Regions from separate parts of the Mus musculus genome. Here region 1 is linked to region 2. The links are chromatin contacts, called in public HiChIP or PLAC-seq maps. All regions are on one chromosome and are shown on one strand. Each heading gives the region's core, a stretch centred on a gene start, on an enhancer-like site or on the middle of the called end of the contact. The rest is flanking DNA. Distances are from core to core; before and after follow the strand shown. Region 1 overlaps Sox1ot (Sox1 overlapping transcript). Region 2 has its middle 26 kb from the start of Gm33029.

Region 1 (5,249 bases), core at 1,966-4,465, 190 kb before region 2:
ACACACACACTGTCTGAAATACAGGCCTTCCTTCCAAGTGTCTTCCAGGGCCAGCGTCCAGCATCTTCCTTACTGTGCCTACCTAAAACAGAGCAGGTTCTTGCAGTCCCGCTGGTCAGCCTGTCTGGGTCCTGGTCAGAGGGATAAGGGTAAGAAGTCGCTGCTCTTGCAAAGCTCCAAGTCTGTGTCTAGTACCACAAGTCCAGTCCAAAGCCAACTTAACAAAGGCTCTCTTTAAAGTCACATCGCCACTACCACCAATCACAGTTCAGCACTGTGCAAGCCACCCAGGGAACCTTCCACACAGGGAGGACCAGGACATGTGGCTTCATGTGCTCTGGAAGGCACCCCTGTCTCCCCCAGGCCAGGCCGGATGCCTGTGGCCTGTGCTCTGGAAGGCAATTGACTGCATGTCATTTCTTCTGAGTGACACGTGTCTCACCCAGGAGACAGTGAGCCTTGTCCAGTTGATCTGAAACTTATGGGCACCTGGTAACAGTCCAGCCATGACACAGGACATCTGCCGAGCAAACAGGGATGTGACAGCTCTCTGAGAATTCCTATACACGGTGGATCATGGCATTCCCCCCTCTGCAACACCTTCCTCCTAAAATCCTGGTTCCACAGGTCACTGAATTCAAGGCTGTGTGTTACCTTTATACCTGACCATTCGTGGAGACCTTCTGCTTGCTGGGCTCTGCAGGGCGTGTCCCAAGGAACCCCATGTTTGGTGGTTTTGGCCTCACTTCTGAACGACAGATCCTAAATTGAGAAAGCTCTATTTTGTCAAGTCCGGAAAGCAGATGTCTTAGTCATCTTCTCCCTTCAGTTCTGTGTGGAAACAAAGGCCTGGGGTCCAGCTCCTTCACCCAACAGAGAGGCACGAGCCCTCCACTTAGTGACTGAGAGGTTTAGCTTATTAAAGCCTGAATCTGCTCAGTTTGCTCATTGGTTAAATATGCTCAGCTCACCTGGATGTCCCCACTTCTGCCACTTAGAAGCAAGACACTGGTCTCTTTAATTTCTTTTTTCTTTCTTAGACGATCCAGATGCTGACACTTAGGTGGCTTTTTTTTTTTTTAAATCTACAGGGAATTTTTGCCTGTGTGAAACTGGGGTCAGGTCTTGCACTGTGTGTGCCTCTTTTCACTCAGCTTGCAGACCTGACTGGAGTACCACCTCTGCCAAGTAGCATCCCTTCTTAGCATTTCCGGGGTGCTGGGAGAGAAAACACTGTCTGGGTGATGGCTCTTGTCAGTTTCCCCATTGTCAGGCCCAATCTTACGTTCCTCCACACTCACAATATTTCCCCACTGGGAACGCGCCTGACATTGCAATTTCTCACAACTGCAGCTCTGCAGTGAATGCCTAATTCCCGAAACTGCAAAATCTAACAAAAGCTGATTTTTTCCACTGATTTGACTGGCTGACTATTCCAAGGCTTTGCGTGTGGTGACCTGCTGTTCTCCACAAACAGAGTCTTTAATGTACCCACAAGGCTGTTCTGAAGTGGCCGAGGGCAATTAAATCCTCACGAGAAATCCGCAGGGCATTCAGGAAGACTCTAAGGCCACCGTCTCTGACACAGGCAAATTTCCCCAGAAGGTCACTTAGCATTTGCTTCTGCAGCATTCTGCTCTTCCACTTTGAACTTCGAACTCACAGCCTACTTTCTACCTAAGTGTGTGAGTCCACAGGGTGCGCCCACTGTGCAGGGATGTGCGAGTTTGTTATTTAAAACAAAAACAAAGAAACGCTGAAAACTGGCTCTGTCCTGTCCCTGCTGGTGGAGTCTGTTCATGTGCAGGTGAGAATTTAGAAGATTTGGCAATTTTGTGTTTTTTATTTGTCCTACCCAAACATAGGCTCTTTGTCTGTGCGTGTATATTACTTCCTTGGGCTTTTATATTTTCCACATTTGTCAAACATTATCAGTTAACCGATATCATCTCAGTAGGAATTCCCAATGGGGCGCTAAGGAGGACAAACCTATTTCCCTGTCCTCAGGCCTCCCTCCACGTTCCTGGTCTCCATCAACGTGAATAAATAGTAAATTTTGCCCTTTAGTATTTCACTCAACCAAGTCTGGCGACTAAACTGTCTTAGTAATGCCTTCCGTTCAATACCATCTCATCTATAGCTTGCAAAGACACTGTCCTTTCAATACCATCTCATCTACAGCTTGCAAAGACACGGATGGCTGTACTGAGTCTAAAATAATGCAGGGGTTACGAGAGGACCACTGAGTCCAGCTTCCAAGAACTTGCCCTTATTTTTATTTATTTATGTATTGCTACTCAAATAAACGGGACCTCTTGGGTAGAGGCCCGTGCAGCTTTCTCTTTAGACTCGAATCCCAAGGAATAGTACCCAGGAGGCACCCTAGACTTAGCCAGTGCAGACGGTTCCCTGAGAACGAAACCTTTGAAGGTAGCTAGTCACTGTCCAGGCCTAGACGCAGCCTGTGTCCGCTGTTGCCCAGAACCCAGTTCTGCCTGGAGCTGCTTGCCACTCTGTCTTTTCCTTGTCTTTGCTTGCCTGGAAACCCTGCTTCCCCTCCCCCTCTCTGCGCCCACTTGTTGCGGTCCCGCCTGGGACCTGCTTGGTTTCCCGACTGATTGTAAAAGGGTTTGGCTTGAGGCTGACCCCAGGTCAGGACTTTCTCCGCCATAACCCTGCAGTCTTTAACACACACCGCTCTTTTCTTAATTCCCCAACGGCCTTCGGGCAAGCGTGGGCATGAGTACGGTGGACGCCAAGCCCTTACTTGCCACCCCCGCAAGGACAGACAAGCTGGAAGAAAGCACCGATCGCCCTGAACCTGTGCCTACGATGGGGCGGCTGGGGAAGAGAGGGGCTGAGGAGGCGGGAAGCGGACCGAATACCAAGACAAAGGGAGGGCTTGGCAGCGCGTGGTGGAAAAGCCAAGCAAGAGCAGAGGCTGCAGACCGGAGGCTAGGGGAAGGGCAGGGATGAGAAGACTTGGTGGACAGGAAAGTGGTGAGAGGGACATGAGAGCAGAGCAAGGTGCGGGTCTCAGCGGACAGCAGAACCACAGAAGCACGGGTGACTTGGAACTCAGGAGGCAGCGTGGAAGATCCACTGGAGGCCGGCCCGCTCCCCCAGAGGTCCTGGCCTCAATGCCTGGGACGGAGGATGCTGTCCGCCGCCGCACTGCCCCGCTGGTTCTGGGGGCGGGTGAAGCTGGGTCCTGCCAGGCACAGCTGGAGAGGAAGGGCCGGGCGGGAGGGGGGAAGAGGAGGGCTGAGAAGAGAAGGAGGGGTGGTGAGGCTTCCCAGCTTCGAGCTGGGGAGGCAGGCTTGAGCTGCGCTGCAGGAGCCTGGACCAGTCCACCCGCCACCCGCCACCCCGCACAGAGGGACTCTGGCATTCTCGCCCCGGGGGCCCGCGCTGCGCCTCTCTCTTCCTTATCCGTCCGCCCTCTCAATCCCGCCAAGTGCTGCGCCAAGGCCAAGTCTGCTCTCCTCCTGAACTTTCCCAGGACTCTAACCTACGGTTAGATTCCACCGCGGGGCTCCCGGACACCCGCTGCGGAAGCTGGGTTGGGGAGAGGGCGTGACCACAAGAGCTCAGGGGCCCCGAGCCAGCAGTGCTGAACCCGGGCTGGACAGAGCTTGCTTTCCTGCGTCCCCAGAACATGAGTGCTGGGGAGGGCTTCTGGAATAAACTGGAATTTTCCGGAGACAGAGCTCGGCAGTGCCCAGTCTTTGTCGGGGAAAATGAAATGCGTGAATATGAGTGTTATTCTTCTCCCACACGCATGATTTTAATAGACCTATCAGTCACATCCCGACACATCTGCAGATCAGGCGCGCTGCGCCCGCAACTCCTTTAAAAAAATTAATTCGTTTCATCTGCCTACTAGTGCGTTTGAGGGAGGGTGTCAAAGTCTCAGTGGCAACAATAAAAAGGGGCCAGTGAGTTTTTTTTTTTTAAGTGAGCAAAGAAAGGGGAATAGGAGAGAGGGAGGGAGAGGGGCAAGGGGGCGGAGGGGGGGCGACCACCAGGCAAACCATCCCGCTCAGTTTACCCGTGGGTTAGAAGCCACCCAGGCGCCCTACACGAAGTTATGCAAACTTTATCCACGCTTCGCAAAGATCCTGCCCCATTCTCCACACAGAGTTTTAAACAAGATCGCACTAATAGAAGGAAACACCGCCCGAACTTTGGAAGTGAGTTATCTGGTAATCATAGCCATAAAAAAAAAAAACAAAAACAACAACAACAAAAAACCCTCACTTGAATAAAAATGTGCATGGCTCGGTAAGGTACTGAAACTACCCTTGAGTTGGGCTCTAAGTAAGACCTAGGAGAAAATTCTCTCCATTTATTTAAAATGGAGAAAGTTTGTCTGTCTGGATCTGGCCTCGATCTTGAGAGAAGCCCCCCCCCCTCTGTATTGTTTTCAAATTAAGTCATTAGAGAATTTCTCCTTGTCTTTCACATCAGTAGAACCCAAAGGAAGGTGGCTTGAAAGCCTGGCACAAAGAGTTCTTGTTCACTGGGTAGAGCTCAAGTAGGGAGCACAAACCTCTGAAAGTCTTGGGGTGGGGGTGGGGGCTGAGCTGTCTGATACTAACAAGATGACTAACTTTATGTGGGGTGCTTCACTTAAAGTGGCCATAACTCCTATGCACTGAGCCCTGGTTTAGTTGCCCCCAGCCAAGGCACACCAGGAACTCCAGAAGCCCAGGCAAAACAGAGGTGAGTGTGGCCACCTTTGATTCTCCCTAAATAAAGAGCAGGGTGGTGTTGGGGGCCAGTCTGCAAAGGTCTTGGCGTTTTAAGGGGGAAGTGGGTTGGACTCTAAACACTCTCTAGAATTTCCCTGAGGCTATTGGGGCATTTCTTCCTAGACTGCCACAGAGTGTGGCCTCCCTCCTGGACTCCTAAGCGGTAGGCTAAGCAGCTCTAGAAACAACAAAGCAAAACCCTAAAAGAAAAACAAAGAAAGGAAAAAGGGAGGGGTGTTCTTTTATTACCTCATCAGAAAGCAGTGGGCGTCATTCTTGAATCTCTTGCAATCACTTTAAGGAATGAGGGGTTTAAGCAAAATCATTAAATGACTTTAAAAAAAATCACACGTGTCACTTGTAATATTAGCATTTATACTGAAAGATATTCTCCAATGTAGGTTGAGCTCTGGTCTTACTGAATTGCTAGATTAAGTCCACTTTTGAATGGCTAGTCCATATTCATTCCAAGAAAAGAAATTGGGAAAAAATCAG
Region 2 (5,378 bases), core at 1,064-3,563:
CCTGGGTGACAGGAGCCCTAACAGTCACCTGGAAGGACTGGGTTCTCATACACTCGCACAGCAGGGTGGTTTGAGGTCACAAGATACTATTTTATAAAGAACTGGAGAAGAGCTTGAAGGCTAGACAGAGGCATCAAAGGCTCCGGGGATCACGGTGCTGCGCTCGTTAATGACGTGCCCGTGTGTTGAATCACATTATACCCCATAAATACATAACCGGTGTGTGTCAGCGAAACCTTTACAACTATAAATGCACGTAATCTTGACCTAGAAATACTCTGGGAAATTAGTACTTTTACTCTACTGATACATGTGAGAAATATGTGTGTTCAAAGGGACTCACGGTGGCACCGGGCAGAACACAAAGTTCCGAAAGTTAATGAAGGAAGAGACCCCAAAAGAAGCCCAAGGCTCATCCAGGAAATCAGACAAAGGCTGTCCCCAGGTGAGGTCTTCCTCCACAGCCTGGAGTTCCGGGTGGGCTGAGCTCACGCGAAGCTTTCAGTCTAGTCCAAGATGAGAAAACAGGAGGAAAGGCTGAGACTGGCAATCAGAAGGGCAGAGCCCTGATTTTCAGGGGGGTTGCTATATTTGGTCTACTGAAACCCGTGCATGAATTGGTCATTCAAAAGAAAACACAGAGAAGGTTAGGAGAAAATAAGCACCAGGAAGATCTTCCAGACCCTGAGCCAGCTCACTAGAGGAAGTACATCACTCATAGAGTGCTCTGGGCTCCTGCTCTTGACCAAGTGTGCCCAGTATGCAGCCGTGCAGCTGCAGGAGGCAGGCCCAGGACAGTTAGCAATGTGTCCCAATTCAAAACTATAATCTAACCCAATGTAAATGACAATGGCTTGCATCAATGGCAAAAAGTCAGACATGCCTGGTAGCCTTATAACCCCTTAGTGTAGCTCTATACTTCTCTGTGGTGAGAGACACTGGCTTGTCCCCTCCCAGGTGCAAAGGGCCACCTCAGTACTTGTGGGTACTAACTGCCCATCCAGAACCTTCCTGTGAAGCCATCTTACTTCTTAGAACAAAGAGTACATTTGCTCATACTTATTTCCTTTATGTCTTCTACAGCCTTCGGTGGACAGTGGCTCTGGGAATTAGCTGAGGACCAGACTGAACTGGGGACCACGTACCTGCCTGACAGAAGCAGGGGGCTACACAACTCACAGGGTAGACTTGTCTGCTGTCCTGACTCCTCTCACCCCACCTGGCAGGAAGACGAAGCCATTTTGCCTCTGTGGTTCTCAGACCATACCTCCTTTTCGGCTTTGAGGGCAGGGCCTGCAGGCCTCTCTCCCTAACGCCAGTTATCTGGAGAAGTACAGATATCTGGAGGATGCACACACTTTCTGTACATCCAGGCCACCTCTGTTTCTTCCATGATAGTTCCAGAATGTTCTATGCCACCCCACCCCCACCCCAGTCAGTGTCACAAGTACGAGGAGCTGTGCTGGCTCAGACTGCTGTAGAAGGCTGGTGTGGAATGGCCCCCTTAAACTCTCAGCAACACAAATGGCTGCAGTAGACTTGTATAAGACCAGGGATACTAACGTTCCCCCATGGGGAGGAGTAAGCATGAGGCCCTGCCCCAGGGATACAAAAGCAGGTACTAGTTACTGAGACATTTTCCTTTGGGATACGGATGCTTTCAAGTTGTCTGTGCTCCTGTGTTCGGGCCTAATTAAACTCACTGTTCACCTGAGCTATAAAGACAGACTCTGAAGTCTTTTCTTCCTGTTCTACTCACGGTCTTCCTGCCCTCTAACATGCTTCTGCCAGAGGTGGGAGTGGGAGCGTCAGATCTCGGACCTGACAGCCTGAGCTTCTTCCCCTTTAATCAGAGTAGGGTGTGGGAGAGCATAACGCACAGCGAAAAGAACCAATGAGCTGGTGACGTCTGTACTGTGGCAGCTTCCCACCTCCCCTCCTGACCTGCATCCCCTTGCTACCGTATTCCCCTGCCACGCAAAAGCTGCATGCCTGCCTAAAATCGTAAAATCTCCACACACACACACACACACACCCACTTAACTCCTGGGCTCCTGAGCACCCCTCGGGGCACCCCTTCTTTCCCACTTCCATGGAGGCCCAAGTGCCCCCTCAGTCCTGATTACATTGTGCATGAATCATGTTTTAATGTTTGCTTTAATACACACAGAGTCTTTAAACAATAATAATAAGAGGAGAAAAAAATCGGCAAACAGCATCAGAGAGAGGAAATCTCTTTCTTAACATAGAAGCGGGTCTCTTGGCGTCACGGGGGAGAACTGAACAGCGAGCCTGACAACATAATTAGAAGATTGTTACTGGGAAGGGAGAGGCATTCTTTATACAGCTCCTGCTCTCTCAATAAGATTATCCTCCCTGAATAGCTAATCAGCTTTTTTCCAGTTCCCCAAATCCGGGGCTCGGGCTCCTCTCCCCGTTCTTCCCGCTCGCTTGCTCACTAAATGGCAAACGGTGACACCTCGGAGGGGAAATTTCAAGTGTTAACGAAATTTCAAGTGTTAACGGGATGTGAGCAAACATGGAGATGGAGGGTGCGGGGAGAGGGGGGCTCCGGAAGATTAGCAGCAATTTAGGAAGACGGCACTGTCACACCTGGGTTGACAGCGGCTGACAGGGGCTGTTGATCTCTGCTCCCACCTCAAATTTGAGTGTCACACTTCAACAGAAAAGAGCAGAGTGAAGGGATGCTTCCTGGAGTCAGAGTGGAATGCACAGCCCATGTTCACAGCACTTAGGACGAGCAAGGGATAGGTGGAGCAAGGGTCTACCCACCCACACCATCCATGCTACTAGCTCCCATCCAGAGGGCAAGCGACCAAGGGTCAGACAGTTGTGTTGCCCAGAGTAACCATGGAGCACTGGACTGCTTCTGGAAGGGAGGGTCTCTTTGCGACAATCCTGGAATCTTACAGAAATGACTTTTCAAAGCGGCTGAACCACTGCTCCAGTCTCCCTCCGCTGACACTGGTTTAAACTATGTAGCTGTTGCCTGAGCAATTCTGGATAACTGAGGTGGTGCTGGAAAACCACAGGACCAGCTGGATCTACTGAAGTATGGGAAGGACTCCCCTGTCAGTGGTCCTGAGAACTTCCGCATCCCTCACCCCAAGTACCACTAGGGTAGGGGATAAGTTTGCTCACAGGACCACTGCTGACCCGCTCCACTGCTAGCCTGTGTTATGGGAGACCAGAAAAGATGGATGCTGCCCCGCCCCTGAAGGACCAGAGTTGAAGAAACAGTTCAGATTTGGGCTGTGGATGTGAGCCCTGAGCCTGAGAGGAGGGAAGGATTTCAATGTCCACAGCCTGTCTGTGAACGGGGATTCCTCAACAGGGTCCCCTCCGTAGTTCAGAAGAGCCGCAGAACAAAAGCTACATTGTTACAACCAGATTGGGAAGGGAGGGGTGCTAGAGAGACGGGTTGCTCAGTGGGTAAAACCCTGAACTTCTCTTGCGCAGGACCTGATTTTGGTTCCCAGCACAGGTCTCAACCTCCTGTAACTTCAGCTCCAGGGGATTTGATGCCTCTGGTCTTCCTGGGAGAACTCAAAACAAGTGTATGTAACACACACAAACACACATACATACACACAAATAATTCTTAAAACAAACAAACAAATACATGCAGAGGTGTGGGAGGTGACCATCACATAGGGGACAGAGGTCATCCCACACACTCCATCATCTCCGATCACCTCAGCGCTCAGAGCAGAGGCAGCTCTAATTCCTCCTCTTAGAAGATCCCACTTCCAGCTTAATCGTGGTGAGTGACAGGCGCTTGCGCCTAGACCTTCTGCACTCTGAGCCCAGGCTCCCTAAGGACAATGTGGTGAGCTGGACCCCAGATAGCAGCACATACGTGCATGCCACCGCTCTAATGAACATGTGCACACTCCTTCATTCCGCCCGCCAAAGCAATAGCCACCTCTCTTGCTTTCTGGTCACAGAGACCTTGTCTGTGTGTGACTTGAGCTGTCCTTTTTCCACAGAGCAGCTGTAACCACAAAGCTGGCCTGGCCACAGTCTGTAGTGAGCATCTTGGCCCTGGTTGCTTTGGTTACTTTTTTTCCTTGGGGAATCTTTATGGCAAAGTCTTGGCTGACACCATGTCTACAATATGTATACCTATGTTTCATGAGACAGCCCTACCCATGGGCTTGACGTGGCTTCCTGTGACCGACCCTCTCCTTGTCACTTGCTCCCTGGAGGCTCATATCATGCAGGTACTAATCTTGCCTTGCCCCTTGATGTCCATGCTGTTCTCAGATGTCCAAAATGTCTCTGGTAGAATCTCCTCTGAAGCTGAGCACAGCCCCATTGAAGACCACACCACATCCCAGATGGCAGGGACGCCCTTTCCCATGAAGCAGTAACCTCAAAGCCCGAGGAAACTCCTCACACCCCTTCTGAAGGTGCCACCTTCCACTGGGTATCACTGACACCAACATTCCAGGGTCAGAAGGAAAAATCCAGGCAGAACCTTGCCATGTTCTAGGAAGGGAACCTACCACTTCCCAGTACGGCCCTAGAGAGCTCTTGCCTCTAAACTTCCCTCGAGAGTAACTAAAATCAGCTTCCCTGCCCAAGGCGAAATTCACCCAATTATGGGACTGAATCAGAAAACATGCAGGGACGGTTGGCTTTGTTCTATGTGTTCATGCAAGCCGACACCACGGTCTACCCCAAAGTCTCCCCGAGCCAGGCCGTATAACAGGGATGTCCACCTCAGCTGAGAACAGTCAAGTCAAGCATGAGGCCGCACTCTGGTGAGTCAACCACAACTGCCACATGATGGCTGTGCCAGCTGTATCAGTGGACATAGGAAAGAGTGGCCCTCAACGGCTGGTTCAGGCTGGGGGGTGGGGGGTGGATCGCAATGGTTTAAAGGTTTGCCTCTGAGGGTGAACATCAAAGTAGATGCTGTTCACACATGTAGGAATAGAGGCTGGTGCCTGTGTGCTGGGGCTTGCCTATGCTGGATCTTGATGGTGCAAAGACCCCAAGGCCTATGTGCTCAGCTTGATGCCTCAGTGGCCCCCAGTAGCTGCTGAAGGGAGTCTGGCCACTGTTTTCCTTGGGGAAGACCTGGAAAGGCATCAACACCTTGGCTCAGCCTCAACCTGGATAGCACAGCCCAACAGATGTGGTGTCTGTGGTCCCCCCCACCCCGACATGTGTCAGGGTTTTAGCTTCAGCCCAAGGTGATGAAACAAGTCACACATACTGCCTAGGTCTATAGGGAATGGGTTCTCAGGACCCCTGCCTACAGAATGGTGAGGCTGGGGTACTCTCCAGATGGATCCCTGACTCCCCCTGGCTGAGCCTCGGCTAATCTGCTAATTAATTGTTAGGTATGA

Evidence for each region. HiChIP or PLAC-seq counts read pairs in DNA pulled down with a chosen protein or histone mark.
Region 1: a contact with region 2 is called in an H3K4me3 HiChIP or PLAC-seq map of embryonic forebrain, with 2.9 times the contacts expected there. The contact joins two enhancer-like sites. A contact is called at or near these places in 4 of 115 datasets of contacts at active chromatin or transcription factors (embryonic basal ganglia, embryonic forebrain, embryonic midbrain and 1 more).

Annotation. Positions count from the first base shown.
Region 1 is chr8:12,399,282-12,404,530 of GRCm38.p6, reverse strand. The region is part of intron 1 of Sox1ot (Sox1 overlapping transcript); the gene reads right to left. Sox1 (SRY (sex determining region Y)-box 1) reads right to left here. Exons shown (of 1, transcript NM_009233.3): 1 at 4,976-5,249. Among named protein-coding and RNA genes, the nearest start is that of Sox1, 6.4 kb to the right of the region's middle. Within about 2 kb of position 3,215, at least 67 of the 459 cell types and tissues checked have an H3K27ac peak or open chromatin away from gene starts, as enhancers often do. A contact at or near this core is called in embryonic basal ganglia, embryonic forebrain and forebrain, where this site is marked.
Region 2 is chr8:12,211,381-12,216,758 of GRCm38.p6, reverse strand. No RefSeq gene overlaps it. Among named protein-coding and RNA genes, the nearest start is that of Gm33029, 26 kb to the left of the region's middle. Within about 2 kb of position 2,313, at least 18 of the 459 cell types and tissues checked have an H3K27ac peak or open chromatin away from gene starts, as enhancers often do. A contact at or near this core is called in embryonic basal ganglia, embryonic forebrain and forebrain, where this site is marked.